Regions from separate parts of the Pan troglodytes genome. Here region 2 is linked to region 1. A link is a contact called in public Hi-C data. All regions are on one chromosome and are shown on one strand. The core of a region is the stretch at or near the end of the contact, and the rest is flanking DNA. Distances in the headings are between cores, read along the strand shown. Region 1 holds the start of CENPU (centromere protein U). Region 2 holds the start of SLC25A4 (solute carrier family 25 member 4).

Region 1 (3,981 bases), core at 602-3,101:
TCCCAGACTTGAGTGTCATCAAAATTCTCAAGAGGGCTTGTTAAACAGGTTGCTTGGCACCACCCCAGGAGTGTCTGATTCAGTCCATCTGGGGTGAGGTCTGGGATTCTGCATTTCTAACAAGTTCATGATTTATTTATTTAATTCATGAAACCTAAGGAAGCAGGGAAGACAAGTATTGGTTTTATGGCAATTTTATAGATGATGATTCCGGGAGTCAGAAAATTTAAGTGACTTATCAAGGGTCACATAGCCAAGTAACAGAAACCCAGCTACACACTAGACCACATAAACTTCTTAACCTAAACTCTTTGAGCTGTCTTGTCCTTTCTTGGGGGGGGGGAAAAAGTCAAGGTTCCTCCTTGCCTTAGGCTGGAGTCAAGGTGGGGCTTCTGAGAGACAGAAACCTCTGTGACAACCCACAGGTAAAATTTCTGGGCCAGGCGCGGTGGCTCATGCCTGTAATCTCAGCGCTTTGGGAACCCGAGGAGGGCGGATCACGAGGTGAGGAAATCAAGACCATCCTGGCCAACATGGTGAAACCCCGTCTTTACTAAAAATACAAAAATTAGCTGGACGTGGGGGCCAGCGCCTGTAATCCCAGCTCCTCTGGAGTCTGAGGCAGGAAAATCGCTTGAACCTGGGGGGCGGAGATCGCGCCACTGCACTCCAGCCTGGGCCACAGAGTGAGACTCCGTCTCAAAAAAAAAAAAAAAAAAAAAATCTGTTGTATGTGCGTAAGTGTGTTTTGGGAGGAGGCATGAACAGATTTCATGAGTCTCAAACCCAAAAATGTTAAAAAAATAAAAAAAGACAACAAAAACCACTAGCCTTTCAGATAAACTCTTTTCAGCTGACATTGAAGGCTGACGTTCTTTTCTAATCCTTTTTTGCACTAGGGGAGTCTTCATTCTCCTCCACTGGCCACAGGAGTCTGGTCTCGGTTTCCCCACCCACCTGCGGTGTCCTGCTCCAGCTTTTCCACCCTAACCCCGCATCTACCAGCACCTCCTTCTCCAGGCAGCCTTCCCAGGCCCGGGGAACTCCTGTTCTCTTCAGATCGTCTTGGCGTATGGCTTTGTGCACCGTCTGCAGCAAGCCGAGACCCTTCCCGCCAGATCCAGGCCGGGCCTCGGATGGCCATTCGCCAACCAATCAGCGACCAGCATTCTAGAGCGCGTTTTGCAACCGACCAAACGCTCGCTTTCTTGGGTAAACAAAAACCGCTCGACCCATCCTGGAGAACCGCAAGCGGCAGCTTGGTCCCCCAGCCGGATTTATGCTCCAGTGTACGGTCTGTGGTTTGCAGTAAGAAAACACCAGGGTCTTCAAAATAAGAAAACTGATTCCCAGTCAGAGAGTAAAACTCCACTAACAAAGTCTGGCAAACCGTAGGCAATACGTATTTGCTGAATATTTTGCTTTCAAGCTAGCACTTTGAGACTCACTACTTTGGACGGCACTCCCCCCCCCCCACAAAACGACACGACACTGGCTAACGTCTCTCCCACCCGCCAGGCAGTGTTAGGCCCCGACAGGCCCGTGCGGGTGGGATCACTGTTATCCCCACTACACTGAGCAGGAAGCCGGGGACCCGGGCGATTGGCCACTCGGGCGACCTCCACAGTGGAGCACCAACAGCGCCGGGAGGCGCAAACCACGGCAGGCGAGGAAGCAGTTCAAGCTGGTCTCCGGCCCCGCGCTCCCGAGGGTCGGCAGTACTTACCCCTCAGACCTGTGAGGCCGCGCCCGCCGCCGCCGCCCCCGCGGGGCCATGGTGCCGCTCTCCGCTCTCGAGCGACTGGAAGCTCCCGCCAAGCCCCTCGCCGCTCCGAGCAGCCAATCCGGGCCGAGCACGCGCGCGTGCGCAGGACTTTCTGAGCGGCCCCCGGGCTCCTCCCTGGCCTGGAGCGTGAGGGAAAACTGGGCCTGGTTATTACAGCGCAACGGAGCTGGAGTCCATGCCGCACAACCAGTTACCTACGGTCCAAAACATGACAAAGTTTTCCGGGCTTTCGCGCCCACCCGCATCGCCAGTTTTCCAGCGCCGGAAAGCCCGGGAGCCACGTGGGACGGCCCCTTGTGGGGTGGGGAAAGGGGAGGAGCTAGTGTCCCTGAGTCGTGGGCAGGTAAGAGGGTGGGTGCAGACCCGTGTTCGCAGCTGTTGTCGCTGAGGCCGCAGTCATCTTTCCAGGCCTACAGGATTTGGCTTCCAGCCCCTGCTGCCTTTATCAGCTGTCTGAGCTTAGCATGTTACCTTACTGCTATCCCAATACCTTCATTTGTAAATGGACAGGGTTCCTTTTGTTCTTTCATTTTGTTTGTGTTTAAAAATGTGTAATGCAGAAGAATGTAATTGAACCCTTACCTTACACCGCGTATAAAAATTAACGCAAAATGGATCAAAGACCTAACTATAAAGGCTAAAATTAAAATTAAAACTCTTAGAAGAAAACAGAGCAAAAACTTCATAACATTGGACTGGGTATGATTTCTTGGATATGATACCAAAAGCAGTTTGGGATGATGAAAACGTTCTGGAAATAGTGGTGGATGGATGCACAAGGTGAAGGTACTTAATGCCACAATACTGTAAAGTTAAAAACGGTTAAAATGCTAAATTTTGTTATGTATATTTTACTATGACAAAAATATTACGTTTCATGCATATGAAAGAATATAACGTGTAATGTAAAGATAAAAACAAACATCCGTGTAACCAGCACTACATGGGGATATGGATCATTTTTATATATAACTCTTGGGTACCCCTCTGAATGGCATCCTCCTCCTCCAAAGAATAACCACTCTTCTGATTTTATGTGTATCATTCCTGTGGTTTTCTACCTTGATATAGCTCCAAATAATGTATTGATTATTGTATGTTTCTAAACTTTATATGATATTTGGTAGGTATGCTGCAAGTGCCCTTTCTTACTAAAGCTATTGCTTTTATTTTTTATTTATTTTGTTTTTCCATAAATTATTGGGGTGCAGGTGCTATTTGGTTACATGAGTAAGTTCTTTTTTTTTTTTTTTTTTTTGAGATGGAGTCTTGCTCTGTTGACCAGGCTGGAGTGCAGTGGCCTGATTTTGGCTCACTGCAAGCTCTACCTCCCGGGTTCATGCCATTCTCCTGCCTCAACCTCCGAAGTAGCTGGGACTACAGGGGCCCGCCACCACGCCCGGCTAATTTTTTTGTATTTTTAGTAGAGACGGGGTTTCACCGTGTTAGTCAGGAAGGTCTCGATCTCCTGACCTCGTGATCTGCCCACCTCAGCCTCCCAAAGTGCTGGGATTACAGGCGTGAGCCACCGCACCCGGCCTATTTATATTTTGTATTTTAATTTCTTTTTTTTTTTTTCAAGATGGAGTCTTGCTCTGTCACCCAGGCTGGAGTGCAATGGCACAATCTTGGTGGGGGGGACTATCTTTTCTGGAATTTTAGGATCCCTCCTCAGACAAGCAGGCCTAACAAAAGCTATTCCTGAAGGTATGCTATGAGGAGCCTCAGAAATTGTATCCTTCCTATTCATGTAAGTGAAGATAAAAGGTGTCACTCTTCCAGCCTTGGACATCCCTTCCCTCCCTCAGGGTATGGCCCTCCACTTCATTTTTGGGGCATAACATCTTTATAGGAGAGGGATAAAGTCCCAATACTAACAGGAGAATGCTTAGGACTCTTAACAGTTTTTCGAGAATGTGTTGGTAAGGGCCACTAAATCCGACCTTCCTCGGTCCTCCATGTGGTCTGGGAGGAAAACTAGTGTTTCTGCTGCTGCGTCGGTGAGTGCAACTATTCCGATCAGCAGGGTCCAGGGACCATTGCGGGTTCTTGGGCAGGGGGACAAGCAAAACAAACCAAAACTGCGGGTGGTTTTGTCTTTCAGATGGGAAACACTCAGGCATCAACAGGCTCACCCTTGAAATGCATCTTAAGCCATTGGCACCAATTTGACCCACAAACCCTGTAAAAGAGGT
Region 2 (3,981 bases), core at 1,072-3,571, 410 kb after region 1:
ACAAAAGGGAAACCTTGTCAAACTGTCAAATTAAATTGAATCATATGGAATATATACAGCATCATAGTAATTAAGTAAATACAAACGAAAACTCATAAATAACTCACAAATAACCAACTCTCTATTTTTTTAAAGCCAGTGTTGGAGGACAGTGTGAGAGAAAGCCCATCTATATAACTGGTGGGTTGGTATTTCTGAAGAGCAATTTGTCAATATCTAGCAAAAGCTATAAAACTTTAAAAATCTTAAATCTATCCATTCCATTTGGGAAATATATGAGAAGAAAAAACTTAGAGGAGAAAATGAAGTTTGTGTAAGTTTCAATATAGCAGTATTAGTTTTCTTTTCTTTCTTTCTTTTCTTTTCTTTTCTTTTTTTTTTTTTTTTGAGTCAGAGTCTTTCTCTGTCGCCCAGGCTGAAGTGCAGTGGAGTGATCTCAGATCACCATGACCTCTGCCTCTTGGGGGTCTCGTGCCTGAGCCTCCTGAGCTGCTGGGATTCCAGGCACGAGCCATCACGCCAGGCTAATTTTTGTATTTTTAGTAGAGATGAGGTTTTGCCATGTTGGCCAGGCTGGTCTGGAACTCCTGACCTAGGTAATCTGCCAGCCTCAGCCTCCCAAAATGCTGGGATTACAGGTATGAGCCACCACACCCGGCCTATTTTTCATCATAAAAATAAGACACAATTCTAATGCACAACTAAAAGGAAAATGGAGGTATAAAAGCAAGTGCTCTATATTACAGGATGGGATACAGTACGCTATTATAATTAAAAAGGTTTACTGTGTGGATTATGCTGATCCATGGAAATCAGTAAGTGAAGTTTTGATAAAGTGGAGCAAGTGACGAATACTGAACTGTAAGGTCTTTGGAGATGGGCCATGTCTACTTATATTCAATCCACAGGGCTACACTTAGTTCTTGGTACACAGTACATGCTCAGCAAGAGTCTGTTGAATGAACACATACATGGTTTATCTGTTTGTCTCTTCCGAGTTCTTGACTTCTGTCTGCTCTGACCTCTGGCAACTTTCCACTAGTTTCTAGCTTTCATTCTGCTTACCTGGATTTCGGAACTCTAGCCTGCCCCACTCTTAGATAAACGCATGCCCTCTGTGGCCCTGGAACCTTAGTGACTTCTGCTATACCAAAGTCTCCAGGCCCAGGGTGACACGCAGCTGCAGCTCCATGAACCTCTAACATGATGTCAGCAAATATTAAAAAAAAAAGCTTATAAAAACAATGAATAAACTTTGTTAAAGGTACAAATGAAAATTAGCAAACATGGGAAGATAATTGAGTAAAGAGTTTAAAGTTAAAAACTAATTGCAGTCATTCTAGGGGAAGGAACAGTTGTATTTGAAAACCTGTATGGTTACATGAACTGCCTAAAAAACAAGCTAAGGAAAATTAAAGCTCAAATTTATATATTTTAAGAAATTAATTGCAATTAATTTCCTGGGATTAAATAGCATTTCCTCAACCCCAGCTGTCATTAAAAAGAGGCAAATACAGCCAAGGACTGGATCTTTTCTGGAAGGCTGACAGCACTGACCCTCAAGAAGGCACCGGCTGACAGAACATTCTGCCCTAATATGTGCTGAAATTCCGCTGAGAGCAGAGTGGTACATTAAACCCTTTAGGGGCTTACAAAAGAAGTGTCCTATGTTTTAGAGTCACAGAGTTTTGCAAAAACAAGTATGAATTCACCTAGTGGTCCCCTGCACCAGGTCTTTCCTGTGGGCACTGAGTGCCAGACACATCAATATGTAATAGCAGAATGAATGACTGAAAGAACGATTGAATGAAAAGAAATGAGAGGCAGCAGGTTGTCAGATTCTATGAGGCAATCACAGCATCAGGTGACCTTAGTATCTATTTGAGAGGACTGCCATTTATTCTCGGGAGCGCACGGCTCTAAAAAGGCCCATATCCAGGCAGTGAGCTCTGGTTGGGGGCGCCTTTAGATGCAAGCAGGAGGAAACAGCTCGAAATCCCTGGGCCTGAGCGCGGCCCGTGCAGGCCGGAGGGTCAAGAACTCTCCACCGGCGGCAGCGGCCGGGTGTCTGCCCCGGCTTCGCCCCGGCCTAAGGCTGCCTGTGCTATAAATACGCGGCCCACATGCCGCGGTGACACGGTGTTCCCTGGGCTCGGCGGGACAGATAACATGAATGTGCCCTTTAAACGTCCCAAGTTGCAGGGACAGCCCCCGGCCCAGCCTCGCTCCCGGAAGCGCCTTCGCCCCCGATGCCCTCTGCAGCTGGGAGGAGGGGGCGCCTCGCACCTGCCCAGCCAATGCGCGGCGCGAGCGCCGGCCGCGACCCGCCTCCTCTCGCGAGAGCCCGGCGGGGATATAAGGGGGAGCTGCGGGCCAGGCGGCGGCCCCTTAGCGTCGCGCGGGGTCGGGGACTGCGCGGCGGTGCCAGGCCGGGCGTGGGCGAGAGCACGAGCGGGCTGCCTGCGGGCTGAGAGCGTCGAGCTGTCACCATGGGTGATCACGCTTGGAGCTTCCTAAAGGACTTCCTGGCCGGGGGCGTCGCCGCTGCCGTCTCCAAGACCGCAGTCGCCCCCATCGAGAGGGTCAAACTGCTGCTGCAGGTGAGGACCGCGCGGTGCAAGAGGCGGGCGCGGGCGCGGGCGCGGGCGCGGGCGCGGCGGGCCGGGCGGGGCGCGCGATGCGGCGCGAGCTGCAGGGCGCGGGGCGCCAAGGAAAATCTGCGCCAGGCCACAGGCCCGGGCGCCCGCCCGCCCGCCTGCGGGGGAAGAAGGTGCCCTCTGCGTAGAGACAGGTCCAGCGTCAGTCGCAGATTCCTGGTGTCGGGTGGCGCCCGGCGTTCGGGTGTCTATATATGGAAACCCACCCGGAGCCGGTTTACGTGTGCCAGATCCTGCGCCCGTGACAGCACGGGCGTGCACTCAGGCCCGGAGGCACCTAGTGATTGCCAGTATTTTTGGCACCGTCTTATGCGCACGCACCTTTACAATAAAAACATCAAAATAATCATCACCCAAGAATTCCCTTATCGTATCTCATGCACAATGCTGTATGTAGGCTGACGCCTTCATCTTTATGTAACCTCTGTGAGACAGTTATTCTTCTCCATTTTACAGATGAAGCTGAGGTTTTGAAATATTAAGAAACAATTTTCGGAATAAACTTAGATCATCCTGTCTCCAAATCTTTTCCTCCCCTACCTGGTCTCTGAATGGTTTATCATCCTCTCGTGTTTTCCTCCACCTGCCCAAAAGGTCAGGGCCCCTCAATGAGGAAGAGCCCAATTTGGGAGTCAAAATTACTAACAACAAAACCCCCACAAATTGCTCACAACGGCAGCAAACCCTCAATAATTGATTACTTGGATTATCTGCTTGAAAACTTTGGAGGCCTAATGTTTAGTGGATTTATTCTCCTTCCTCTATTAGAGCATCTAGTAGAGAGCCTCATCTCCAGGGTGATCAGAGTGACACTGAGAAATTGTCATTTTTTGGCCATCATGTCTATTAAATCCAAAGCCCTTTGAAGCAGGGAGTGTTACTCATTTCTGTCCCCCAGTAAGCCCCTCATACAGTTCTCAAACCTAGGGAAAGTGAAATAAATAAATGGCTATAGCTTTATATAATTCAATCACCTTTTCAGTTTATTTGGGGCAACACCTTTTCCCTCAAATACCCTAATAATTGAAGCAACATTGGATTATTTTGGCTTGTTATCCAGTAACTAACATGGATAACAGTATCGATTTACACGTCCTCAATATCCGTTTGATTTCCTCATCCTTTTTTTCTTCAAAAAAAAAAAAAATCTAGGAAGTGCAAACCTTTTTTCTCCTGTCCTCTTCCCTTCTCTCTGCCCTGCCTGTCCTCTGTCACCCACCCTCCCCTCCACCAGGTCCAGCATGCCAGCAAACAGATCAGTGCTGAGAAGCAGTACAAAGGGATCATTGATTGTGTGGTGAGAATCCCTAAGGAGCAGGGCTTC

The links. Hi-C and Micro-C count contacts between places; a contact is called where the count stands out from the background.
Region 2: a contact with region 1 is called in a Hi-C map of stem cell-derived neural progenitor cells, with 2.8 times the contacts expected there. The contact joins the promoter of SLC25A4 here to the promoter of CENPU in region 1. A contact is called at or near these places in 1 of 7 Hi-C or Micro-C datasets (stem cell-derived neural progenitor cells) and 1 of 1 datasets of contacts at active chromatin or transcription factors (stem cell-derived excitatory neurons).

What each region holds. Positions count from the first base shown.
Region 1 is chr3:186,373,932-186,377,912 of NHGRI_mPanTro3-v2.0_pri, forward strand. CENPU (centromere protein U) reads right to left here and starts at 1,852. Exons shown (of 12, transcript XR_679935.5): 1 at 1,727-1,852.
Region 2 is chr3:186,782,444-186,786,424 of NHGRI_mPanTro3-v2.0_pri, forward strand. SLC25A4 (solute carrier family 25 member 4) reads left to right here and starts at 2,322. Exons shown (of 4, transcript XM_517556.8): 1 at 2,322-2,600; 2 at 3,892-3,981. The coding sequence starts at 2,490.